Linked DNA regions of Mus musculus: all the other regions are linked to region 2. A link is a contact called in public HiChIP or PLAC-seq and promoter capture Hi-C data. All regions are on one chromosome and are shown on one strand. Each heading gives the region's core, a stretch centred on a gene start, on an enhancer-like site or on the middle of the called end of the contact. The rest is flanking DNA. Distances are from core to core; before and after follow the strand shown.

The links. Promoter capture Hi-C pulls out the DNA fragments that hold promoters and counts their contacts. HiChIP or PLAC-seq counts read pairs in DNA pulled down with a chosen protein or histone mark.
Region 1: an H3K4me3 HiChIP or PLAC-seq map of the 230-238 cell line shows a contact between it and region 2, with 22 read pairs. The contact joins the enhancer-like site here to the promoter of Copb1 in region 2. A contact is called at or near these places in 9 of 39 promoter capture datasets (the 3T3-L1 cell line, 3T3-L1-derived adipocytes, the C10 cell line and 3 more), 2 of 15 datasets of contacts at CTCF or cohesin (CD8 T cells and large pre-B cells), 2 of 484 Hi-C or Micro-C datasets (CD8 T cells and embryonic fibroblasts), 21 of 115 datasets of contacts at active chromatin or transcription factors (the 230-238 cell line, T-cell acute lymphoblastic leukemia, bone marrow-derived macrophages and 18 more) and 4 of 9 other capture datasets (adipose tissue, embryonic stem cells, liver and 1 more).
Region 3: a contact with region 2 is called in a promoter capture Hi-C map of the HPC-7 cell line. The contact joins the enhancer-like site here to the promoter of Copb1 in region 2. A contact is called at or near these places in 9 of 39 promoter capture datasets (the 3T3-L1 cell line, 3T3-L1-derived adipocytes, the C10 cell line and 6 more), 2 of 15 datasets of contacts at CTCF or cohesin (CD8 T cells and pro-B cells), 5 of 484 Hi-C or Micro-C datasets (B cells, CD8 T cells, bone marrow-derived DN3 thymocytes and 2 more), 10 of 115 datasets of contacts at active chromatin or transcription factors (the 230-238 cell line, CD8 T cells, bone marrow-derived dendritic cells and 6 more) and 4 of 9 other capture datasets (adipose tissue, liver, macrophages and 1 more).

What each region holds. Positions count from the first base shown.
Region 1 is chr7:114,066,479-114,070,831 of GRCm38.p6, forward strand. All of the region lies in intron 1 of Rras2 (related RAS viral (r-ras) oncogene 2), which reads right to left. Among named protein-coding and RNA genes, the nearest start is that of Gm51454, 32 kb to the left of the region's middle. Within about 2 kb of position 2,908, at least 89 of the 459 cell types and tissues checked have an H3K27ac peak or open chromatin away from gene starts, as enhancers often do. A contact at or near this core is called in the 230-238 cell line, CD8 T cells, T-cell acute lymphoblastic leukemia and 4 more, where this site is marked.
Region 2 is chr7:114,252,323-114,256,371 of GRCm38.p6, forward strand. It overlaps Copb1 (coatomer protein complex, subunit beta 1), which reads right to left and starts at 2,358. Exons shown (of 22, transcript NM_033370.3): 1 at 2,284-2,358; 2 at 1,548-1,697. The coding sequence starts at 1,638.
Region 3 is chr7:114,507,439-114,511,577 of GRCm38.p6, forward strand. It overlaps Pde3b (phosphodiesterase 3B, cGMP-inhibited), which reads left to right. Exons shown (of 16, transcript NM_011055.2): 6 at 657-867; 7 at 1,401-1,474. Among named protein-coding and RNA genes, the nearest start is that of Cyp2r1, 53 kb to the right of the region's middle. Within about 2 kb of position 1,638, at least 10 of the 459 cell types and tissues checked have an H3K27ac peak or open chromatin away from gene starts, as enhancers often do. A contact at or near this core is called in the HPC-7 cell line and bone marrow-derived macrophages, where this site is marked.

The DNA of each region.
Region 1 (4,353 bases), core at 1,658-4,157, 190 kb before region 2:
AGTAACTGTCCAAGGAAAAACAAACAAACAAACCCTCCAGCAGCAGATAACATGGAGGCTGGGGGACAGCACTAGAAAGCGGAAAGCAGGGTAGACCAAAAGCTACAGAAGGGAGGGTGGGTTTCCTGGGGCTTTGCCGGCAGCACATTAAAGGATATGTGGAGGGGAGTCCTGGCGAGAACAAAGGACAGGGAGACCACCCACACTGGATAAGTTATTCCACTTGCGCAGAGAGATCTACTGCCTTCCCCCATACGATCTGGTCTGGGTAAATTTGTCTGCAATAGCTACAAAATGGTACGCCCAGGTGAGCAGGCACGCTTCCATAGCCTCAGTCTGCGAACTCTCTGCTTGGCCTCCAAAGAGGACTACTCACTGGCAGCAGGCTTGGTGGAGCAGGAAAATGGGGAAGAGGTGACAAGAATGAATTGCCCTTCCGCATTCCAAGGGGCAGTGGCGACAACCACTTTCTCTTAAAGCCAGCCCGGTGTGAAAGTGCAGTTCCCAAACACTGCCACAGGGTGGAGTCTGGTCCACACCGGAGACTAGGGATCCAGCACTTGGGTTAAGTCTCACGGGCCTGGTGAGGAAAGGGGGCTGGATCAGAGGGACTACAGGACAGGGCAAACACAAGCCTGAGCATTTCTGAGCCCATGCCACACTCGGGAGGCTTGGCAGCTTTTAAAAGGACACAGTGAATAAGGAAGGGTATAATAATAAATTTTAAAAAAAAAAGTAAAAAATCTCTCAAAGTATCAGATATTGAAAGGCACAGGTGTGTTACATGGACAACAGAACTACTACATGTATCTGACAGATTCCACCCTAATTTTTTTTAAAAAAAAAAATGCAAACTGAGCCGGGCGTGATGGCGCATGCCTTTAATCCCAGCACTCGGGAGGCAGAGGCAAGCGGATTTCTGAGTTCGAGGCCAGCCTGGTCTACAAAGTGAGCTCCAGGACAGCCAGGGCTATACAGAGAAACCCTGTCTCGAAAAAACAAAAAAAAAAAAAAAAAAAAACAACAACAAAAAAATGCAAACTGTAAAAGCTACAGAGTTAGATTTGGGAAGACAGGGGTGGGGGTGGGGGATTCTGCAGAAGTGGGAGGGAGGGCAAGATCGGTTAATGGGAGTGAATACGATCAAAATGAGTAGCTATCACTTAGTCATTATTGTATAATTCATACATGCTAATAAAATGAAGAGAACTGCATAGTCAAATCGAGAAGCTAAGGGTTCATGCCCTCATCCTGAGCTGACCTCAGGAAACTTTCTAGGCCTCCTCCTTCTTTCTCCCTCTTCCCTGCTCCTGCCCTCTCTCAGCTACACACGTACATTAAAAAACAAACAAACAAACAAACAAAAACAAAACAAAACAAAACAAACAAAAAAAAAACCTTAAATCATCCATTCCTTCCCCCACCCAGCCAGAATGTAAGCAGGGTAAAGACAGGAACACTGCCAGAGAGGAAGGAGAAGGCCTTCCCCAGCAAATCACAGGCCAGGCAAGACCTGCAGGCAGTGCGGCTGCGCATCTGCCTTGCTTATTACTCAGTAGATTTTCTCATTTATCCTCACAAGGACCCTCCAACAGATTCCCCCCTTTTACAAACATTTTTACATCAGAGAACTGCACTACTTCTTCAAGGCCACTCAATAAACAAGCAGGAAGACTACGGTTTAAATTCAGACCCAATGCTAATAAGGTCATCAGAGCCTAAGAATTATTATTTAATAAAAATTCACTGAATACCAAATTTTCTATTGGCCTATAAAATAAGGAAGAATATTTCCAAAAATATGAGAAAAGGCAAGATTTATAAACCCACACCCCTGTCATCTTCTTGAGGTCCTGCCCAGTTCTCTTGGGAGGGGATTCTGAAACAGTCTAGATGCAAAGTCCTTAAGAGCCTACCCTGAACACTGAAATTCAGCATGGCCCTACAGACACTTTTACCCACAGAACAAGTTTTACATTTCCCTATGACAAAATAGAGCAGAACCTGAGATTTGGTAGCTGCTTGGTTTCTTGATTAGAGGATTTATAAAGGCTGGCTGCAGGCAGCAAGGCGAGACGATGCATGATTATGCAGTCAGGGGATTGAAAGTCAAGTCCAGAAGCCACGCTGGACAGATGCCTGAGCCCTTAGGCGAACTGAATAACTCTGCAAGGGCGGAAGAGGTGGCTGAGCAGGTAAGAGCACTTGCTACTCTTGCAGAGGACCAGCGTTCAGTTTGCAGCACCCACGTGGTGGTGGCTCACAACCATCTGTAACTCTTGTTCCAAGGGATCAAAAGTCTGTCCTCCTGAAGCACCAGGGACAAATGCAGCGCCCATACACACGGATAGCAAAGCGTTCAGGCCCGGAAAATACATAAATAAATCTTGCTTTTAAAAAGGATAAGGTAGGCATAACCCAAAGTCTACTTTAAATGTGGCAAGAAGGAAGATAACCTCCTAGATAAGAGGTGCAAGGACCCATTCCCTCTTCCAAGGAACAGAAGTCCACACCGTTGCCCCTGGGAATCAGGCTGCCAGTCTCGAGTGACCACCATGTCCTCTATTCTCCCCACCCAGTGTGGGACACGCTGGCTGAGTTTCCCCACCTCTGTCCCGTGTGTGTGTGTGTGTGTGTGTGTGTGTGTGTGTGTGTGTGTGTAGGCAGCGGAGAGAAGCAGAAAGAGACTGAGGGTAAATTAGCTCTGTTTGTCCTCCATGTAGGAAACCACACAGCTCGTGTGCGTCTGAACCTCAGCTTCCTTGCCTATGAGACAGAAAAAAAACAAACAAAAAACCTCACTGCCTTGGGGGGAGGGGGGGGCACGTGTACAGAGCACAACACATGACACACAGTAGGCCTATTAAATTACAGTGCATATACCCCACACTCTCACGGGAAAATGATCACATGTTCCCATGCCAGCCTCTTCCCCTGGGGCTGACGGGGCAGCTCTGTGGTAAAGCGCTTGCCTAGAGTGCACAAGGTGCAAGGTTCCAGCCATGCCCACAAAGAAGGCTCTTAACCTTCAAAAAAAAAAAATCTTACTTTCTCACCTAGGATCCTGTAAACAACCTAATGAAACTCACTGAGTCATAAAAATAAAATCTACAGGCAAATAAAGAGGGACTAGGTAGGAAGAGAAATAGAGTCAGTAGAAGGAGAGTAATGGGGCATATCTGATTATATGTGTGTGTGTGTGTGTGTGTGTGTGTGTATGTATGTATGTATGTATGTGTATATATATATGTGTATATATATAATTAGCATGTAATTAACACCTACCTGTTTACCCGTTTTCAGAGCCATGAGGTAGACTGAGTAAAACTCAGTGTCTCTCTTGTTACCTCACTTCCCCTTTTCACAAATGTGCACGTGGGACATGTATAAATAAATAACCCCGCTGGGCTTTACATGTAAACTTCTCCCTAGGCCCTTCTACAAGTTGCTCCTTGCTCCTGAACAGAATCCAAGAGAGCACACATTGTCTTCACTCTGTAACTAGTATCTTCTTCAAGTGGTTTTCAGGAACTTTCTAATTTCAACATTCAATGCACCTCTTCCGGTGTCTCGATCATATTTGCCGGCACTCACCTGGCAACCCCCCACCCAGCCCCGCCTCAGTAAAACACGGGTGGCCAAGGCAGCACTGTCCTTTATTATGCATCTCTCCTGCTCCACACCAACATTATCTCTGGCTCCTGGGTAGGAACTGAAGGAGAGCATAGAGTCAAAGACCACACCAATCAACTTTGATGTTCTTTCTCATGAATGCCTGTGGGTTTCCTGGGAGAGTCCCTAGAATGGGGTGTGTGACATAAAATTCTCAGGCTCTAGAGAAACCTACTTACAACTCTCAACCCTGAATCAAAGAGGCTTTCATGGGTCCCTCCTGGTGCAAGTCGTCATCTGTCAGTTAGCCATCAGTGCGTGGCGTCCCTGTATAGGTGGCTTTGTGTGGGCTCCACCCAGCAGTCAGGACATCCAGGCAGCTCACCTTGCAGCTTCTTCCGTTCCCTCCACTCCACCCTCTTGCACTATGGATCTGCAGATTCCCAGCCTGATCAGCGTGTGCACCCACAAGGCCAAGCTCTCAGAGGACTGCTAGAGGTCCCACCATTTGGCCTACATAAAGAGAACTTCAAAGGCAACCCAAGGGTCAGAGCCAAGATGACTCAGTGGTAAAACTCCATAGCTTCCAGCGGGTCTGATTTTGATCCTCAGTCACTCTGGTGACTCACAACTACCCCTAGGGGTATAACTCCAACAACCCCAAGGGCAGCAGTTCTCAACCTTGGGGTGGGGGGGTTCCTCCAAACCACCTTCTCACAGGGTCACCTAAGACTATAGGAA
Region 2 (4,049 bases), core at 1,108-3,607:
GGTTTTTTGTTTTCCTATGGTCATCAAATTAGTCTGTGATTGAATTGTACTATCATAATGTATGATTAAAAATGTATTCTTTGTATGGGGCGGGGCATAGTGGAGCACATCTTTAATCCCAGCACTTAGGAGGCTGGTAGATCTCTGAGTTCAAGGCCAGTCTGGTTTACAAGGTGAGTTCCAGGAGAGCCAGTGCTGTTACACAGAGAAACCCTGACTCAAAAAATAAGACAAATAAAAAAAAAATGTTGTCTGGAGAGATGGCTCAGTAAGTAAAGTGCTGGCCACATAAGCACTGAGGATCTGAGTTCAATTTCTACACCCATGTAAAAGTCAGGCATAGCACACGCCTATAACCTTAGTGCGTTAAGGGGAGGCGGAAACAAGAGGATCGCTAGGACTTGCTGGCCGGCTAGTCTAGTTAAGTCAGCAAGCTTCAGGGTCAGTGAGAGATCCCTTGTCTAAAAAGCATGTGAAGGGAGCCACTGAGCATGCTCAGCAGGTAAAAGGCACTTGTTGCCACGCTTGACCACCTGAGTTCAATGCCTAAAACCCACATGGTAGGAGAGAGCTGACACCTACACTGGTGCTATGCATGTTTGTCTCCCCACTTCCCACTAATAAATAGTAAAGAATAAGACTGAGAACTGGAAACGGCTCAGTGGCTAACAGCACATAATGCGCTTGCAGAGAACCCACATCGAGTGGCTCCCAGTTCCAGGAGGAGCCTACACAGCTGGCCTTCCTGAGCATTACACACACGGGCACCTCCCCATATACACAATTAAAAATAAATCTTATAAAAATCCAAAGTCTAAAAAAAAACAAGTAAGGTGGAGTATGATTGAGGGAGGCACCTAAGGTTTACCCCTGGCCTCACATATAAATTCACTTTATACATACATGACTAGCACATTTTTGTGCACATACACACATAATAAATAAGAAACTTCCTCAGGTGAAAGGAGGTTGAGAGTAGAAACATTTTATGAAGTATTAACTTACATCATCAGAGAAGTTGAAAGTAAAAGGTGAATAGTGGCCTGCACCTGTAACCCTTGGAGGCTGAACTAAGACCTGACATAAGTTGGAGGCTGCCCTGGCCTATTAGTGAGTTCCAGGCTGACCTAGGGAAAGAGTAAGGCTTTATTTAAGAAGGAAAAAGGAAAACAAAAAGAAAAAAAAAGGACCGTGGCTCACAGAGCCTAGGAGAGTAAGAAGGAAGGAAGGCTGGGAGAGGCGGATTGGTCAATGGCTGCTGAGTACAAGATAAAAAAGTTCAGGTATGACACTGTATACTACAATTAATAACTATATACTGTATATATATTTTTAAAATCTCAAAAAAATAAAAAAATCTCTATGAAAGAATGTGAAATGTTTTCACTATGAAGAAAAGATGAATGTTTGAGATAATTATATTTGACAGGATTTAAATATCAGACCATATAGATATGTATTAAAAAACACCATATTAATTTGTCCATCTTTTACGTTTTTAATCTATCAATTAAAATAATTCCTATTTGAGTTAAGAAACTATTTACCCAGGTCATTTTTTAAGCTGATTTCCGAAGGGGGTTCTGAATCCATTGGCACGTTAATTAACGTATAGCACACGTTCTCGGCTGCCGTCATGGTTTCTGTTTATAATCAACCCAATACAAGATGAAAAGGACGAAAGGTGCCAGGAAAATCTACAAAAATGAATACAAACATCATTAGAAAAAAAAAAAAAAAAGGGAGACAAATTCCGCAAATCAGTCGTGATCTTCTAAACTGCCTGAAGTTCTTCGCGTGTGACTTCGGACGACCTGTAGAGCTCTCCCCACCTTCTCCTTCCGTGAACTCTAGTGACAATCACTCAGTCCCCGTACCCGTCCACTCCCCGACCCAGGGTGTGCAAAGCTGTGGAGTCGAGGTCCACACCACAGTGACAACCCGGAGCACCACGTCACGGGGCCGTGATTGCCAACCTAACACAGTCGGATCTGCTCCAGGAGGGCGGCCCGCGAGCGAAGACGCTGCAGAACCTTGGGACTCCTCGGCTGTGGCGGGTCCCCCGTGGGAATCCCGGCCGCCCCTCACCGGCCTCTGTCTATGCAGGGTCAGGCCTCAGGCGGCGCAGACCCCTGTCCCACCGCCCAGGGGACCGCGGCCCAGCTCCCCGCCCCCACCGCCCGTCGCCGCGGCCTAGTCAAGCGCCCGGCATCTCCCCATCCGGTGGCTCGCTGACCCCGCGCGACCGCCGCAACCCCGCGGCTCGGGGGCCCAGGTCGCTACCTGGCTCCGAGGGGCGGAGGCCGGGAGGGAACCGTGGGACCGCCGACTACCGGTCCGGACAGCCGCTGCCGCGACGGCTCCACCAAGTCCTTGGCTGACGTGGAAGGGGGCGGGGAGACCAGCAAGGATGCAGCTACAGAGCCTGTACGGAGACCCAGAAAGGACAAGCCTCTTCCGCCCTGAGCTGCGCCCTGGAAGTGTGTTGTCTTCTTCCTCTCTCAGAGTTGGTTTCTGCAGCAGTGTAAACAAGTATTTTAGTTTTCCCAGCGAGTTGGGAGCTGACTTAAGCGCTGTGGTCAGTTAGCAGTTCCTTAGGAATTGTCTTCCCAGGAACTAAACTGTACAAAAGAGAAACAGAAAAGTCCTGCAGACTTTCTTCTTCCTTTCACTTATAAACTGGAAACAACCAATTCTTAGGCAGATGATTTCAGAGACCTTAATAAGATGACTAGGTTATATGAAAATACACTTGAGGGCTTAACACCTCTGGTGACCTGAATCTGACTTTATTCAGTTAACTGGAGTTATTGGAGTATCAGAAGTTGTCTGACAACTATCATTTCTACTCTTTATTTAAGAATGGTCTCGGCCAGTCAGTGGTGGCACATGCCTTTAATCCCAGCACTTAGGAGGCAGAGGCAGGCAGATTTCTGAGATGGAGGCCAGCCTGGTCTACGAGTGAGTTCCAAGACAGCCAGGGCTAAAACCAGAAAACAAAATAACAACAGAAGAACAAACAAAAAAAAGAATGGCCTCTTGCTATTCTTTCAAAGCATCCAATACATTAAAAAATTTAAGTATGATTGCCAGACTGGTCTTGAAAGGTGATCTTCAGTTTCTGAGGAGTTGGGATTACAACATGGATACACATACTGTGTATACAAAACCTGCTAACCTCACTTGCAGGATACAGAATACAAACTGTTTTCTCATTTACCTGGAATGCAGCTATTCTAACAATTCTCTTTTCTGGAAACATTGGGTTTAAAAAACAAATCCCCACCACTCAAAATATACCAGAGGCTACATATTTCCAGCACAGAGAACAGCTACCTCTCGGAATTTTGATTTTAGTCTTACTGCCCAGGCTGGCCAACTCCCAATCTACTCCTCTCCTGCCTTAGCCTCCCAAGTGCTGGGATTACAAACAAGCGCTATCATTTCTACTCTTTATTTAAGAATGGTCTCGGCCGGGCTGGTGAGATGGCTCAGTGGGTAAGAGCACCCGACTGCTCTTCCAAAGGTCCAGAGTTCAAATCCCAGCAACCACATGGTGGCTCACAACCATCCGTAATGAGATCTGACTCCCTCTTCTGGAGTGTGTGAAGACAGCTACAGTGTATTTACATAAAATAATAAATAAATCTTTAAAAAAAAAAAAAAAGAATGGTCTCGGCCAGTCAGCGGTGGTACAACATGCCTTTAATCCCAGCACTTAGGAGGGAGAGGCAGGCAGATTTCTGAGATGGAGGCCAGCCTGGTCTACAGAGTGAGTTCCAGGACAGCCAGGGCTAAAACCAGAAAACAAAATAACAACAAAAGAACAAACAAAAAAAAAAGAATGGCCTCTTGCTATTCTTTCAAAGCATCCAATACATTAAAAAATTACAAACAAGCGCTATCACGTCTGGCTTATGCTTAAAAGATGTTTTTAATCTAGGTAATTGTAAGACAACATGATTCTAACAGCCCTCTACTCTTCACCCAGTTCCTCTGTCTCGGGAAGTCTTGCAGGAAACTGACATGTCTCCTCACTGAGACTTCAC
Region 3 (4,139 bases), core at 388-2,887, 250 kb after region 2:
GTAAATGTACCACATTTTCTATATCCATTCCTCTGTTGAGGGACATTTGGGTTCTTTCCAGCTTCTGGCTATTATAAATAAGGCTGCTATGAACATAGTGAAATTCAACACATTTTTAGCATAAAGTAGTCTCTAAGTGTTTGTTGAATGAGGTGGAAGCTCGTGGATGTTTCTTTTAAAAGGACCCATCCCTGTGCTAGTAGAAATTTGTCAGTTTGCTTAATGTTGTTACGAACTTTAGTTTTTCAATATTGAATATTATGAATTAAGAAAAAATTTCAGTACATTTTGTCATGTGGATTGTCAAGCTTTTTTTTAATAGAATGTAAAAGCTGATCTGTTTTTCTTTTTTTCTTGCAATCACAGGCCTTTCATAAAACATAAAAGATCAAGACCCATGTGAACTCAAAAAATTTCTGCTGTGCAGATAGATGTTTAAAGGAACTCAGTTTTTACATTGTATATGTTGTTATGCCAGACAAATATACCAGATGCTTAAATTCTTAGACTGTATCAAAGCCCAGCATAAATACAAACTTATTAAGTGATTGAATTTTTTAGGAGGCAAATGCTCTTTATGAAAACTCAAAACACATACAGTGAATGCATACTCATAAATCCATACTTATTTATATATCCTCTCTCTTAATTTTTAGGTGCTTTGCCCAGCCACAGTCTTCTGAATTCTTCAAGCCATGTACCAGTGTCTGCTGGCTCTCTAACTAATCGATCACCCATAGGATTTCCTGATACCACTGATTTTCTTACTAAGCCAAATATTATTTTACATAGATCACTGGGCAGTGTATCAAGTGCAGCAGATTTCCATCAGTACCTTAGGAACTCTGACAGCAATCTGTGTAGCAGGTCAGTACCATGGCCACTTTGTTTTTGTTTTAGATCACAAGTTCTCTTAAAAGAATTAGCAGTTTTCTGATTCTGTATTATAAGTGGAGGATATATTAAAATTGTATCCGTTGATATATGTAGTAGTTTTAAATAAAGCTTTTCTCAGTTTAATGCTATTATTTCTCAGATAAATAATTTCTTTCTGAGGTGAAATACAGTGGTATTTTACTCCTCATATCGTTTCAGTAAACAGAATTATTTAATATACACTACTTTGTGGTTATGTTGCAGTCCTTTGTTGATTTGGTCTTTTTAGAAATACAGGGTTTTAACTTAGACACCACAATTGACTTTCAAATGTATGTTATTTCCTTTAAGGACACAGGAGTTTCCTAAATAATACCATTCAGGTTCATGCACAGATTAACGTCTTAGGATATGTTACAGTTGAGATCTCATTTAAAATTCAGGCAGATTTCCTAGTTATGTTTAGGTAAAATAAAACAAAACTTCATTTATCATATATACATTTATCTGTTTTATTCTACTAGCTGTGGACACCAAATACTCAAATATGTTTCAACATGTGAACCCGATGGTACAGACCACCCCAGTGAAAAATCAGGTGAGAATGCATTAGTTGTATGTATTTTGAGTTCAAGGCTAGTTTTACAGTGCTTGTTTAAACATCCATTTCCCTAGTTTTACATTTCTGGGTTTTTGTTTTCTGTGGTGAAATGCAGGAGAGTACTCCACACTGATGACATCACAGCTCACACTTCCTCATCTCCATGGTGGGCAGTACAGTGGTTTTTACTTGTTCTCCAGGATTAGTAAGAGTGACTAACGAGTGACAGGTGCTGGGCATATTTTTAAGAGCAAGAAATGTGTTGTACAGATGAATATAGTCTTTGGTTATGGCTAGTTTTAATAAAGAGTGGAATTAGTAATGTGGAAACCTGTACCACACAATTTATGTTTGAAAGGGATTATGTAGTTTTAAGGTATTGAGAGAAATGATTAGTGTCATTTGGAAGCATTTGATACCCTCAGACAAGAAATGCTATTGATGAAATTTTAGCTATTCCATAACTTAAAAAAATTGTTATGGAACGTATAAGCTCTAAAAGGCTATATCTTAGGCAAAAGGGTAACAGAGAAATAGGCTCTTGCCAATCCTTTCTGGACTATAAAATTCACTTTTAAATGTATACAACTCAACAGGTTTTAAAAACATATTTATTTATTTGTTTGTTTGTTTATGTAATTTACATATGATAAGGTTGTTTAAAAGAAGACTGACTAATCTTTCACACACACTTCCCAAAACAACACAACCTTGCAGCTTACTCATTTGACTTGTGTTACTCAAACACCACATGGAGTCATCACAAGAACAGGCAACAGACTGATATCTTTCATATGCAAATCTAAAAATGTCCCCTGTGGTCACATGGGATTCCAAAATGCAAGAATCATGGGGTATCCAAAGGTTAATAAATAATATATACCAAATAAAGAGAGAAATAAGATCACATGATAGTGTCCAGAGAGAAAAGAAGCAATAACAATTTTGTTTGTTGACAGAAACAAACTTACAATAGACTAAATAGTTCCTCAACTTGATAAAACTTATATCCACTGCTAACATCTGTAATTCAAAAGAGATAATATTATTAATTTTTTATTATATTTAACTTATTGTTTATGTGGCTGAGGTTTGAAATGAGAGCGCTGTGAATATTTATTTGACAAGGACTCTACAACTGAGCTCCATTCCTAAAGGTCTTACATTTTACTTAGAAAGAGAGAAATTTGGGAAAAAATAATTTTTAAGTACAAATTTAACCACTTCTAATAGAAAAAAATTGGCTTTAGCAATTTAAAGCTTAGTTAAACCTGTTGGGGCAGGCTTTGATAGCTACTTGGGAGTATACAGCCTGGGTTACAGAGTGAAGGCCAGCCTGGTTAGACAATAGATAAAGGCCATTCTCTGAAAATTAATGAAACATGTTTGAAACTTCCAACTTTTAAAAATTTATGTGTATATGTTTTGCCTGCATGTATGTCTATGCACTGTGTGCATCCATTGCCTATGGGACCAGAAGAAGGCATTGGTTTCTCGGAATTTTTGTTACAGGTAACTAACCATAACCACCATGAGCCACCATGTGGGTGCCAGAAGTTGAACCTAGTTCTTCTGGGGGAACAGATAGTACTGTTAACTGCGGAACCATCCCCCTAGTCCTCTGCCTTAAAATTTAAAAGTAAAAAGGGGGCCGAGGATATAGCTCAGTGGTAGAGCTTTTACCTACCACCACCAATAAGGTCCTAGTTCAGTACCCACTGGTACCTAAAGAAGGAGGCAAAAAAAGGAAATAAAAGGGATTATTATTCAAAGGTACTAATAAGAAAATGAAAGGACAAATCCAGAGTAACAGGAGATATTTGCAAATTATTTGTCTAAATAGAAATTGTATCCAAGTAGTATAAAGAGCTTTAAAATTTTAATAGTAGTATGTCAGACTACTTAGATAAAAATGGAGTAAAGTACTTATAGTATGAATGCAGGAAGAGGGGGCAAAAAGATCATGAATTTGAGGTCAGCCTGGGTACCTAGTAAAACCTGTGTCAAAAATAACATAAAACAAATAAAACATGAAGAAGAGGAGGAGTAGGAGGAGAGGGTGGTAGTATTTCAGTGAAAGTCATTTGACAAAAAAAAGCTAACTGGATAATTAAATAGAAAAAGATGGCTGACATTGTTAGGGAAATGCAATTACTACTACACAGATCACAGCAATACTCTACGTAGAATAGCTAAAGTCAAAGGGAGAGTCACTTGTGAAAGGGTGCAGAGGAGTTTGGACCCTGTACAAAAACATTTGACAGTTTCTAGAAAGTTACATGTAGATTTACATGACTCAGTAGTATTACAGTCCAGAATATACCAGGAGAAAACATACACAATGTATCCTTAGTCATCATAGTGCAGGTGAGGGAGCAGTACAAACTCCAGCTGTGAGTCGATAATGCTGTAGGCATGCGTCTGTAAACTGTATTTAGCAGTTACAGTAATGAACTTTTGATATATGGACCAACAACACAAATAATATTGTTTTAAGTGAAAGAAGCCTGGTTCAAAATACTTACATTTTATACATAGATATATAATAAATATTATTACATCTACAAGAAATCCTCAAAATGTAAATGTATACAATGTCAGAACAGTTGAGATCTATCTAAAAGGAGAATGGAGATGAACAACAAACATCCATGAGGGATGT